Linked DNA regions of Mus musculus: all the other regions are linked to region 2. A link is a contact called in public Micro-C and promoter capture Hi-C data. All regions are on one chromosome and are shown on one strand. Each heading gives the region's core, a stretch centred on a gene start, on an enhancer-like site or on the middle of the called end of the contact. The rest is flanking DNA. Distances are from core to core; before and after follow the strand shown. Region 1 has its middle 8.0 kb from the start of Nrip3. Region 2 holds the start of Sbf2 (SET binding factor 2). Region 3 holds the start of Tmem9b (TMEM9 domain family, member B).

Region 1 (4,081 bases), core at 818-3,317, 830 kb after region 2:
ATTTTTTTTTTTTGATATGGGATGATCCACCTTTAATCTGGGGCCACCTTCTGCTAGAAGCCTATATAAAGGTCTTAGAAGAAGGAAAAAGTATTTTTTCCTGCTCACTCTTGCTAGCAAGACCATTCTTTCACTGGCATTAGAGACCACTTCTTCAGGATTCCGTTGTGTACTGAAGACCAGCAGAGACAACCACTACTGGATTCTTGAACCCTCTATTGGTAGACAGACAGCCATTGTCAGACTAACTGAACCACCCATAAGCCATTCTAATATATCGAGAGAGAGAGAGAGAGAGAGAGAGAGAGAGAGAGAGAGAGAGAGAGAGAGAGAGACTCATTCTGTAAGTTCTGTTTCTCTAGAGAATGCTGACTAACACAATTGCCTTCCTGGGAAGTTGGTTTCAGCGATTAAAAGTCTGACAAATACTCCCTACAGGATTCCTGAAGCAGAAATACAAACCCACCTCAAATCTGGGCTTTAATGTTGACTTTGCCTTGTAACCTGATTAGGAGTTGAAACATGAGTGGTTGCTGAGCAGAAACTGGAACCGATGCCACATGCTAGTCCCATGGACATAACCACATGAGGCAGAGGGTAATAAGAGGAGCTTTGGTGACCCTGGCCATACCTGCTGTCTCCATGGTTACCTGTGATGACCAGCTGGTGTGTTTGATGCCTGACAGGATACAAAACTGAGGGTGATATAGTAAGATGGCGGTGGTGGCAAAGAACCAACTAGGATGTTGGCTCCAGGTGACTTAAGGTGCAGGAAGGCACCTTGGAGCAGCTGCATCTCACACATCAACTGGAGTTGTGACTAACGTGAGTACCTCCCACTGAGGAACTAGGACGACTCAAGAAGAATCACTGGCCTGACAGCAGCCCCCCTTTATTCCCAGTGTCTTTTTGAGAATCTGTCCTTTCTGCTGGTCAGTGAGAAATGTCTTTCTCCAAGGCTTAACTTTTGCCATGTTTACTCTTTCAAGATTCCCAGTACATCCTCTGACATTCCTAGATTGCTAGCCCAGTTTTACTTATCAGCTGTGACCTTATGCAAGTTACTTAGGTCAGCAAGATGGGGGCTTGAGTTTGGATCCCCAACCCCCATATAAAAAGCTAGGCATGGGAGCTGGGAGCCTAAGCTTGTAATTCCACAGCTGGGAGGTAGAGATAGGAGGATTCCAGGGGCTTGTTGGCCAGCTACTCTATCGAATCAGTGAGCCCCAGGTCCAATGACAGAGCGGTAAAAGAAGACACCTAGTATCAACTTCTGCCACTACACACAAAATGTAGAAAGGACTCATATGTTCTTCAGTAACAAATAGGGAAACAAAATGAGCTATGTCCACATGATGAGATATAAGTTGGTCACAAACAAGCACTAGTATGTTATAAAACAAATGAACTATGGAAACATAGTACTAATTAAAAGAGGCCAGTCACAAAACACCAACCATTGTATACAAAATGTCCAGAATAGGTAAATCCAGGAAGACAGAGAGTAGATTATAGGTTGTGTATGGTTGGAGAATTTGGGAGAACACGGAATGATCAGTAGTGGGTATGGCGTTTCTTTGGGGGTTGTTGTGGAGAGCCCTGGGGCTAATTATATTTGATGTCAATTCTGTTCTCCTTTGAGGGGTTGAGAACAAGGAATGAGTCAGCACTCAGGTGATTTCCTGTAAACCTTCTTCCCACCTTAATTTGTAAAATAAAGGAGAGCTGATGATTGGGCAGAGAGAGGCAAGGTGGAACGGAAAGAAAGAAAAGAAGGAGGTTTGAGACAGAGAGAAGGCAGAGGAGGAGGAAGAAGAAAAGCGGAGCAGAAGCACACGGCCTGGAGAAACTGCAAGTTCTAAGGGTCTCATAGATGTGGAAGATGATAGTGTAGTGGTAGATCTGCCAATCTAGGCACACAACATGTATTCGTATTAATTGTGTTGTGTTTTCATTGCCAGAACATAATTGGGTTGGAGAGATTTACCGCGACAGGGGGTAATAGTGGTACAGCTCTGTTAGTCTATTGGGCACATCTCTGTGTGCATCTGTGAGGGTGTTCCAGACAGGCTTAACCAAGGAGTTAAACACCTACCCTGGCTGTGGACAGCACCACCCCACAGACCGGGGTTCTGGCCTGAATAAAAAGGGACAAATGAGAAAGGGAGCTGAGCCCTAGTGTTGATCCCTTTGCATCTTGGCCTTCCAGGACGTGAATAGGCAGCACTGCATGCTCCTGCCGTGGCAAATCTGCCCTGGTTCCCCTGCCACCATGGACCGCACCCTCATAAGCTGTGAGCTAGAATAACCCTTTCTTCCTGAAGAGCTCTCACTGGGAATTTAGTGACATAGCAAAAAGCGGTGAACACAGGGGGATTGCCTTCTGTGTCAGTGGCATGAAGGACAGAGAAAGCTGTGGAAACATTCCAGATTCCAGGCTGAAGAGATTTGACTCTGGGTGGATCCTGTGCTACAGGGGAAGGTTATAATAAAGAACTTTGTTACGTCAATTGACAAAACTAGAACATGAATAATTTAGGTAAAAATATTCTAGCAATGTAAATTCATGAAGTTTATATCTATACTGTGGTTAGGAGAGAGAAAAATCCCCTCCTCCCTCTTCTCTGGTCTTAGAGATGCAACTTCGCTGCCCTTGAACCTTCTGTGTAGCCCAGGCTGACCCCTAACACACACACACACACACACACACACACACACACACACACACACACACACACACACAAAACTGTCTCTCTCTACTTCTCTCTGTCTCTGTCCCCCATTTTTCTCTAAGGGGCCTCACTTACTGTATAGCTCTACCTGGCCTAGAACTCTGTGTAAACCAGCCTGGCCTTCAATTCACAGAGATCTGTCTGCCTTTGCCTCTAGAGTGCTAGGATTAAAGGTGTGTGTCACCATGCCTGAGCTAGCCTCGGACTCTCAATTCGCCTTTTTAGCCTTCCAAGCAGGAGGTGGATTACATACCACCATACTTGTATTTAATACATACTGTCGAATTAGTGGCAAAAGGTCATATTTTATGTAATTTGTCCTTAAATGTTTCAAGGAAAAAAAAGTGTATGCATGTAATAAAGTTTTAGTAACAGGGAACCTGGGAAAGGGTATACAGGTATGTGTAGTATTTTATGCTTGCAACTTGAAATTTTGGAATTGTTTATAAATAAAATATTACAAGCTTAAAAATAAATTAAAAAAAAAATGAGTAGTCAGGAATAGGTCTGGCAATGTAGCAGAGCGCTTACTTTCTTAGCATTCTCAAGGCCTGGGGTCAGAGAGGGACGAAGGTCAGATGTTCTCTCTGGGCAATGTAGAACTGAGCATGAAAGTAGGTTCAAGAGAATTCTGTGTGTGTGTGTGTGTGTGTGTGTGTGTAAATGTGTATATATTTACATTGCTGGGAGTCTACTTGTGATGTACTGAGTACTTCATCTTCCTGCTATCTGCCTCACCCCTACCCCAGGCCCTGCGGCCTGTCACCATCATTTCCTGACAGCATGCTCAAAGGAAGAAGGTGGAACCCAAGGACCCAAGGTGCTCTGGAGATAAGTAGTGATCACAAGTGAGCTGCCCACCCTGGCTGTCCACCAGTGAGTAGGCAGTCGTACCTATTATCCACTGCATTCTGAGAGATCTATGGTTTTCACAGGTCTTGTCCCTCAGTGCAGCATTTGCCCTGCCTCAGGAGGGTCACTCATTTTTTGTCTGGGTTTTGCGTGTTGGAGATGGGGAGAAAATGCAATGGGACTTACATTTATTGAGGCCAGGCCTCTGTGCTCTACAAAACTACACAGACCTCTACAAAATGGGTCAACTGTGGATCAAAAACTTCTGCAACATAGCCAGAGTTCCACAGCAAGTGCATGGGGGTGAGGTGATGGGACAGGACAGAACTTAAAGCCGAGTCTAGATTCTTTCCTTCTTGGCTCTCAAGATGGACAATTGCTTCTGATGCTGAGGCTAATATTTTCTCTCTCTCTCTCTCTCTCTCTCTCTCTCTCTCTCTCTCTCTCTCTCTCTCTTTCTTTCTTTCTTTCTTTCTCTCTTTCTCTCTTTCTCCTCT
Region 2 (4,692 bases), core at 1,409-3,908:
GAGGCAGGAGGATCTCTGAGTCTGAGGCCAGCCTGGTCTACAGAGTGAGTTCCAGGACAGCCAGGGATACACAGAGAAACCCTGCCTCAAAAAGCAAGCTAGCAAACAAAAAACAAAACAAAACAACAAACAGAAATAATCCATACCTATTAAGATGTCTATAATATTAAAAACAAAAGAAAACAGGAAAACAAGTGTTGACAAAGATATAAAGTTAAAATCCTTGATCAGTGCTGAGAGGTAAGATCACAAAGCCATTGTGGAAAACAGTTGGTGGTTCCTCAAAATTAAACAGAGAATTACCACATGTAATTCAGTACTGTCCGGTAGTGCTGTTCCTAAGGATATACCAATGGAATTGCAAATTGACATTCACATACTTTCTATACATGGTCATAGTGCCAGTACCCATAAAGTAGAAACAATGCCCCAACCTACCAGTGGATAGGCAAAACATGGTCACACAGACAGTGCAGGGTTATTTAGCAGTAAGGGGAATGTAGCACTGAAGCTCCAATGTAACTCTAGGCAGTACTGACAATAAAGTAGGGTTAGAACTAGGAAACAATAAAGCAAGCAGGATTCTTAGACACAAAATGGCATATACTTTATAATTCAAGTTATAGGAAGTATCTTACAATGGGCAAACTTATAGAATCAGAAAGTAATGGTGTTATAGCCAGGACCTAGAGAGAGAAATAGTTATGTCTGTTTAATGGATTTTGGGTGAAGAAAATGTTTGAAACTAGACAGATGTAGTCATTGTCCACAAGGTATTAAATATTTTTAATATTTTATGTGTATGGATGCTTGGATGTTTGTGTGCCACATGCATGCCTGCTGCTGGAGGAAGCCAGAAGGTATTGGATCCTGTGCAAATGGAGTCACACATGGTTGTGAACTGTCCCTGTGGCTGCTGGGAATCAATTCCAGTCCCCTGGAAGGGCAGGCAGCACAGGTCTCTCAACTGCTGAATCATCTTCCCAGACCTTATCCCAAATTAAAAAAAAAAAAAGTAAAATTGAGGGAACAAATCCCCACAATAATAATTTATATGGAATCCATCCCCTACCAGCTGTAATCAAGGCAGTTCCAGGAGGACAACGCCGCCGACAGAATAGGGAAGGACTTTCTACCATGGCTGTTAAGCACTGGAATGGCAGTCTGTAGAGGAAGTGAGATTACTCTTTACTGAAAAAGTGGAGGAAGAGCTCCCAGGGAAGTTACCTGGAAATTTTCTCTATGAGGTGTGGCAGGTTGTTTTGTTTGCTTTCATTATTTTGAAAACTAACCTAGTTTTCATCACTGCAGGTATGCTGATTCCGTCTGACTAGAAGCTGATTACAAAGGAGGTCCCGAGGTAAAGTACCCCTTCCCTTTCAATTCTTCTAGCATAGCCCAACCCTCTCAGACCTGCTGAAAGGTCTGGCCTTTTGCTGTCGATATAGTTTAACGGTAGCAGGCTTGCCCAGCATGTAGGAGGCCCTAAGTTCAATTTCCAACGCGGAAGCGGGAAAGGGGAACGCTGGCCCAGAAGAGAGAATTAGTCAGAGCAGCTGAGACTATGACCCTTTGGACTCTGAGTTCACAGCTCCAGGCACTAGCTTTCTGCTGGTCTTTGGCAGAGGGCGTGTGTTGCACTAGGCACGTTAGAACCTACTACGTACAATCTATAGAAGGATCAAACCCTCAGTGAACGATGGCTTCACGATCACTTCTAAACCATAGGTTCTGAAAACTTCATAGTTCAAATACATACACTACTACTAAAATTTCATGATCATTAAGAAGTAACAAAGTTAAAAAAAAAAAGTGACAAATCCAAGTGTGCCAGCCAAATTAGAAAACATCGGTAGGAGATATTTCTTAAAAACGCAATCGACTTGAATGCTCTCTAGGCTCTCAAAGTGCCCTATGAATTCTGTGGAGTGTTTGCAGTAGAGCAACTTGAAGTTAACACCTGCTTCAGCCTGAAAAGTCCTGAGACAGTGAAAAAGGCAGTGAAAGTCAGGCGGGCGGGGCTCCCCGGGGAGAGACCGGCCCATTTTAGGAGGATCCCGGGGATGCCCCTGTTCCTAGGTGGAATAACTCCCTGGGGCACTCAGAGGAAAGCCCAAGCTGACCGCCCCCAGCCCAGGCAGCCCCGAAACCAGAGGCGCCTCTGAAGATTGCGCAAGTCTTTTCCTCCCCCGCCTGCTTGGTGGCATGTTTCTAAAATTCCCATCTGCACAACATAAACAGGAAACGTGCAGCAAAAAGCCTTGGCGGTGCAAATTCCAAGCTTCCAGCCGAGGGCGGGAGAATTTCATCCGTGCTGCCGGTGGCAGCAAGCGGCACCAAAGAACAAACTTTCCAAGTGACCCCGCACCCCTCCATCCCCTTTTCCCCCCGACTGCAAAAGGGAGATGGCGGAAGGAAGGACCCCTGCTCCAGGAAAATAAAGAACCGGGCGGGGGTGGGGGGCGTTGAGGCAGCAGCTGGGCCTCTAAGCGCCCGGCCTCGGTGGCGGCGCGAGGCCAGGCCGCGCCGGGCCGCCCACCTCGCGAGCCGCGTGTCCGAGCGGCCTCCGGGCGCCGCGTGGGTTCGCGGACGCCGGGCACTGGGTCGTCGAGCCCTTTCGGGTGGGGCGGGGGAGGGGCGGGCGCGAGGCGCGGCGCAGGCGCAGTGAGCGCCTCGGTTGTCAAACATGGCTGAAGCGCCGCTGCTACCGCTACAGCCGCCGAAGGGAAAATGCTGAGCTCGCCCGGGCCGGGTGGGCGGCGGCGGCGGCGAGGGCGGCGACGGGAACCCGCTTCCCGGGCGCGGCGGCGGCGGTCATGGCCCGGCTGGCCGACTACTTCATTGTGGTAGGCTACGACCACGAGAAGCCAGGTAAGGGTGTGGGGCGGGCGCCGCCCCCGGGCTTCGCCTCCGCCCCCGGCAGCCGTCCAGTGGGCTCGGCGGGGCCGGGCGTCGCGGCTGGGAGGCGGGGAGGCGGGCGGGCCGGGTCCCGCGGTGGAGGAGCTGCGGGTCGACTGGTGTCGGCCTTCGCGGCGGGGCCGAGCCTGGCTGCGGTGGGCGTGTGTGAGGGAACCGTCGGACGGCGGTAGCGGGGCTAGGCCGCGGCGGTGCGGCCGGGGACTGGCGGGCCGGACCGGTGGCGAGCCTGCCCGCGCGCCGCCACGCGCTTCTGCGGAGGCGGCTGGCACCCGGGACCGCGCCCTCGTGCCTGTGGAGTTGGGAGGGCGGGAGCACACTGTACGAGGCTCCTAGGGATACACTGTGTCCTGCATCCTGAATAGGAGTGACGCTGGGGGCAGTCCTCCCGGAAAGGAAGTGCCGAGAGTCCTGCGCTGCCTCCCGCCGGCCCGGGGTGTGTGTGGGGGGAGGGGGAGGCTGGACATCCCGGCCGAACGCCGGGTACTTGGATAGGTCAAAGGATCCGAGCACTTTGAAACATTTCTAGGAAAATTGTTTCAGGACGTATGTGTCGGCATTCCAGAATGAAAGGACTCTGCTAAGCAAAGAGAGCCGGCCGACCACTGCAGGTGCTCTCTCTCACTTAGCTCTCACGTGTTTTGATTGTTCTCTGGTTTTTCTCGGCCGAGAATTTTTCACAAGGAACAGTTTGGCAGATAGGTTGCTTTTTACACTTCGGTGGACTAGCACAACCAGAAGTATACAGGGCTCATGCACGTTCATTTTCGTAATTGTATCTCTTTGTGTTGCTGTTTATAGATAAGCGGGATGTGCTAACAAGGTTATTGTAGAGCAGGGGAAGCTACAGTCTCGCAGTTGCAAGGGATTTTAGATACCAGCGCTCCACCCCCTTCCATGTCCCCGAGGTGCTTAGGTTGTGCTTTGCTGATGTTAGTCGTTGCACCAGCATACCATTGTTCTGCCCACCTCTTTTTATTATTTATCCCTAAGGATTTATTTCAGAGATGGGAGCCTTCACATTCTTTTCTCACCACTACCTAATTGAGGTCAATTAGGAGAAGCAGGCTCTTGCTGGGCAAGCCTGGAGACCTGAGCCATGAAAAGGTGCCAGGCAAGAACTGATTGCCCACAGTTGTCCTCTGACCTTCCTGGGTGTGCCCTGGCATGCATGCCCACTCCCACCATGAAGACACACAATAAATAAAAGGAGAAGACGTCGGGCTGTATTTGGAGAATCTTCTGGCTGCTCCAAAATGCCCTGTCCTTTCTTAGAAAATTTTGAGTCTCTTACCAAGGTGACATAGTCTGTCAGTCTGGTAAGATTGCCAGTGTGCAGAATCAGTTTTGTTTTTCACCTTGTTCCATTTTTAGTTACATTGTTCTTCACCCACAACAATTTTATCTTGTGTGCCCCCCCCCCCCCCGCCCCCCAAGATAGGGTTTCTCTACAGAGCCCTGACTGTCCTGGAATTCCTATGTAGACCAGGCTGGCCTTGAACTCACAGATATTTGTCCTCCTCCCACACCCACAACAATTTTGAAACAGTAACAAACTTGAAAAAGTTGTAAGTATGATACATAATTATTGTTATTTTATTTTTCGGACATTTTAAGAGGAAGCTACTGCCCTTATGCTCCTTCACTCAGAATGGTTTATCGTGAATTTTATACAAACAGGAACATTGGTCTACACAATGGCAGTACAGTTGTCAAAATAGGAAATTCAGGACTGGAGAGATGGCCCAGAGGTCAAGAGCCCTGGCTGCTCTTCAG
Region 3 (4,566 bases), core at 12-2,511, 860 kb after region 2:
TCACCAACAAATTTTATCCTGACAGCCCTGCGATTAGTAGGACACCCCTTAGAAGGACAATTATCCCCACTGTGACAGGATGATCTACAATACCTCACCAACAAATTTTATCCTGACAGCCCTGCGATTAGTAGGACACCCCTTAGAAGGACAATTATTCCCACTGTGACAGGATTGTCACAAGAACTGGTGCGAAAGCATCTAGTCCTTTGGGCTAGTTGCCATTTAGGACTAAAAAAGGGCTAAATACATTTAATGCAATAGCACTTTGTGTTAGATTCTAGTCTAGTATCGACAAGAATCACATAGCAGAAAAACGCTGCGAAATTTCTACCTGTAAATTAAGAAAGACATTTCCACCAACCAGGAAAGGACCACTTGAAGGGGCGGGGTGGGGGTGTCTTATAAGTAAAAATTGAAAATCATAAAACTTAATCCCCTTTTATTGAAAGGAAGTGATTTTCCCTTATGACATTCAGCAAATCCCTAAGGGCTGTGATGAGCACGCTGCATCCCTTTCTCTACCCCCAGAGTCTCTACTAAGTGGAAAAAATATTTTAATGAGCAGCTCTATGTTCTCTCCAGGGTGCTCCTGAAGTATCTACAGAAAAAGACACCCCATGGAGTAGGGTCTGCGCTCCCAGAACTGACTGAGAGGTCAACTGTTTTAAATAGGCACTGCCTCACAGGAGCTTGGCTCCTGGATTCTCCACCTCCAGGAGTCCTGGGCGGGGGATGCTCCAGGGGCGTCCGCATCTTGCAAAGCCTGACTTGAGCCAGCCCAGATTCGCCGCCGTGGCCCACTTCCCAGTCCTAGACTGGACCAAGGCTGTCAGCCCCTAGTGGAAGCCACACCCGCGTGGACAGCTCACAGTTACTGTTGGGAGCCGGGCAGGAGTCTGTGTCCTGGAGGCGCACGGACCGCAGGTTCGTACTGAAGCCCCGGTGCGGAGCCTCGAGCCTCCATCGCCGGGTGGGCTTCCGATCTAAGGACGCTCGGGCTCTTCTGGTCAGGTCTCCTGAACAGCACCCTCTCGGCCTTCGCAGTTCCCGGGGATGGGGTTCACCCGGCCTGCGGGACTAGATCCGCATGGCCTGCTCCCTTGGGGTGCAGGATTCGCCAGCTCTGGCCGGGGAAGACCCCCAGCCTTTAGTGCACCCCCGGGGCCGCGACCGTGGCGGGCCTTGTGCACCCGGAACCGTTTCCGGGGCGGAGGCTTTCTCGCAGCTGACCCGGCGCGGACGGTGACGCGCAGGCCCAGGCGGAAGTGCGGGCGGAGGATCCCGAGCCGGATCCCGAGCCGGGCGCGGGGCTCGGGGCTCGCAGGAGCGGCTGGCTCCCGCGATGGCGAGCCTATGGTGCGGAAACCTGCTGCGGCTGGGCTCGGGGCTCAGCATGTCCTGCCTGGCGCTGTCGGTGCTGCTGCTCGCGCAGCTGACAGGCGCCGCCAAGGTGAGTCCCGCCCCGCCCGGCTCCTGACAGGAGCTCCGCCCCTGCCTCTGGCCTGGCAGAAACTGGGGCTGACCACTTGCTCCCCACTCTCCGGTCTCCCAATCCGACAGCCAAATCCCCCCGACCCCGCTTCACAGCCCGGGCTGGCCCTCTCTAGAGCATCCTAAGCCTTAGCCCCAAACAGTGCCAGAGCGGGGTCTATAACCCTCTGCCTCTTGACATTTCCCTTCCCAGCCCCGACGGGACACACCCGGAACTTTCCAGCCCTGGGAGCTTTGAACTTTCCACCCTTAAACTTGGGCAGCTCTCAGCCCCCAATCCAAACGGTGGGAAACCCTCATCTCCCTGAAATCTTCTCTAGTAGGGACTAGCTCCCCTCACCCTCATCTCCCCGAAGTCTTCCCTACTAGGGACTAGCTCCTCTCAACTCATTGATAAGCAGATTCCCTTGCCATGGTGGGGGCTCGAATCTCATGGCAACTACCCGTTCCCAGAAGGACCTGTAGGGCCACCCCACTAGCCTGATACTCTCACCAAGATCCCCTCCAGGAAAACACACACACACACACACACACACACACACACCCCTCTTCTGATAATTTACTAGCCTAGGAGAGAGGTGACAGGAAGTTGTGTCCTATTCCTCACTGTGTTTCTAAACCTTTTGGTCCCCATATATTTTCTGGTGACCCAGAGCTGTTCTGGCCCAAGAAAACATGTGCTTTCCTCCCAGTGGGCTAACTAATTTTGGGGCAAAATAGAAAGACTCCACGGTGTAGTGGGAAATAGTGACACTGCATTTTTAAAAAGTTTTATAATATTTTTAAATGTTATAAAGGGCTGGGAAAGATAGGTCACAGGTAGGCAGGTGTTTTTGAGCAATTTGGTTTTTTTTTTTTTTTCAGTCTTTCTGGTGTCATCAGAAATAGGGACAGCAAAAAGTTTCCCAACTTTTGAAATACTTCTAGTATGGACTCTCTGTATGGATGTCAAACATTACCATTTTATGTAGTGTATCATGATATAAACATCCGTCTCCCCTTGATAGGATTTGTCCCAGGAAACAGGAGCTGTGTCTTTTGCTTCTCTGAGTCCTCCTCATTGAGCACAGGCTCTGGCACAGTGGTTACTGATACATTTAGGACCTGTCAACAGCTCTGCCAGACATTTCATTGTACCTAGGAGTGGTGGATATGTCTCAGTGGGGACTAATGAGCCACAGCCTTCTCGAATAAACAACCCTTTGCTGAGAAAGCATCTCTTGGATTTATGCAGCATTTAATGCCTGCTTGCTTTGCCTCCTGAAACTCGTATTGCTAGGAGTTGCTTTTCTTGTCAACCATGGATTGCCAGACAAGTTTCCTGGGGGACAATGGGAAGATTCAAACTACTTTCCCTTTTGACTTCCCTTCTAGCACTGGCTGAGTGCCCCTCAATCTTCATCCTGTTTATAGCTCACTCAGCCCCTTTTATCCATGCCCAGTGCCTTTCTCCCAAAAGGAAAAAGTTAGAAAAGAAGAAATTAGAAGAATTCTGACTCTCCTCACCCTATTGTGTTACAGATTGAATTGGCCTTATGCATGCTAAGCGTATGTGTTAGCACTGAGCTAAACCCATCCCCAGCCTACACCTGTGACTTGCTTATAAATAATCTTTAATTCCCTTCTCCCCAATCCCTTCATATCCGAATATCTCTTTGTAGGCCCTATTGCCTGTCATGATATGCTTTTCTAGTGGCAGGTAGATGATAATAACACAATTGATTGTCATGCAATTCATAAATGAGTTTAATAAGGCACAGATAGTGTCTTACAGATTTTAGGAACTTGTATCTCTCAAACCTAAATCTTTATAATGGTTTTAGAATATCTGACAGGGATACTTAGCAAAATGTACATGTGTAGATTTAAAAAAAATATTGACGATAAACTATAAAGAAGTTATAGTGTTTTCACTTTTATTGCAGAATTTTGAAGATGTGAGATGTAAATGCATCTGCCCTCCCTATAAAGAGAATCCTGGGCACATTTATAATAAGAATATATCTCAGAAAGATTGGTAAGTGTCTCGGACCAAGGTATCACCTGCTACATAAACCGTGGCTCCTACTGTTAACTCAGACTGTTCTTATGATGTCTCATTTTGTTCCTAAGCAGAAGTGTCAGATCTTAGACTGGGGTCCTGAGTGTCTGATACAAGTCTAAAGGAATACTGTAGCCTAAACAGAAAGCTCTAGGCCGGGGAGGTTTCATTTCAGATGGGACTGAGTTTATTGTACTAACTACCAATAGCTACTCTCTTGTGCCCTCTTAAACTTTGGTCAGGGATCTTTCTCCCTCTTTTCAGTGAAAGGCAAATTGAGCCTTCTTTATCTGATGTATAAATTTTTTTAATCACTTAAAATATTTGTGTGTGGTCATGTCCACAACGGGTATCTGTGGAGGTCAGAAGAGGATATTGAATTCTCTGGAGCCAGTGTGATAGCTGCTTGTAAGATGACCAACTCCGGTGCTGGGAACTGAACTCCTTCCTGTCCTCTGCAGCAGTAGCTAGCACACTTAACTAACCAAGCCATCTCTCCAGCTCCTGGTCTATAATTTTACAGCTCCTACTGTGAATGGGAGTAGGGGGTTGTTTGGTTTGGGGTTTGCTTTTGCTCTGTGTTTTGAGACAAGATCTTACTATGTAGCCCAGATCAGCCTGGCACTGTTTTGTATACCTGTTGGCTTCAAGCTCCTGCTCCTCTTGCCTCTACTCCCCAGGCACAGTTTGTAAGTTTTGAGGACAGAGTGCCAAATATTGGAGGCTCTATTTAAGTTTCAGAGACTCAGGGATGAAGGAGAATAAAGGCTGTGCGTCTGAGTCCCTGCTTTGGGGTGTGTCAGGTAGTTCTGGTAGCTCAGATTAGGCTGAGACCTGGATCTTTCCGGCCTTAGGCAATGAGGCCGGCCTGTGACGCCTGGGGTCCTGATTGACTAGCTGACCCGGAGAAGCCTTCTCAGTTTATCCCAGTGGACTAGGAATGCAGTTTTTCCTGTGAGTGCCCTGAAACAGGAGGCAGCAGGTTATACAGCAGGATGGATATCCTTTAGGTGGGACTGTGATGTTACGGC

Evidence for each region. A called contact is a pair of places that touch in the nucleus more often than the background predicts. Capture Hi-C pulls out chosen DNA fragments and counts their contacts.
Region 1: a contact with region 2 is called in a Micro-C map of embryonic stem cells, with 5 times the contacts expected there. The contact joins the enhancer-like site here to the promoter of Sbf2 in region 2. A contact is called at or near these places in 1 of 39 promoter capture datasets (pre-B cells), 1 of 484 Hi-C or Micro-C datasets (embryonic stem cells), 1 of 115 datasets of contacts at active chromatin or transcription factors (large pre-B cells) and 1 of 9 other capture datasets (liver).
Region 3: a promoter capture Hi-C map of liver shows a contact between it and region 2, with 2.5 times the contacts expected there. The contact joins the promoter of Tmem9b here to the promoter of Sbf2 in region 2. A contact is called at or near these places in 7 of 39 promoter capture datasets (the C10 cell line, the HPC-7 cell line, hippocampal neurons and 4 more), 1 of 484 Hi-C or Micro-C datasets (B cells), 2 of 115 datasets of contacts at active chromatin or transcription factors (T-cell acute lymphoblastic leukemia and large pre-B cells) and 2 of 9 other capture datasets (embryonic stem cells and liver).

The regions. Positions count from the first base shown.
Region 1 is chr7:109,787,492-109,791,572 of GRCm38.p6, reverse strand. No RefSeq gene overlaps it. Among named protein-coding and RNA genes, the nearest start is that of Nrip3, 8.0 kb to the right of the region's middle. Within about 2 kb of position 2,067, at least 12 of the 459 cell types and tissues checked have an H3K27ac peak or open chromatin away from gene starts, as enhancers often do. A contact at or near this core is called in embryonic stem cells, where this site is marked.
Region 2 is chr7:110,612,886-110,617,577 of GRCm38.p6, reverse strand. It overlaps Sbf2 (SET binding factor 2), which reads left to right and starts at 2,658. Exons shown (of 41, transcript NM_177324.2): 1 at 2,658-2,871. The coding sequence starts at 2,817.
Region 3 is chr7:109,748,958-109,753,523 of GRCm38.p6, reverse strand. Tmem9b (TMEM9 domain family, member B) reads left to right here and starts at 1,261. Exons shown (of 5, transcript NM_020050.1): 1 at 1,261-1,453; 2 at 3,420-3,511. The coding sequence starts at 1,346. It also overlaps the pseudogene 4930431P19Rik.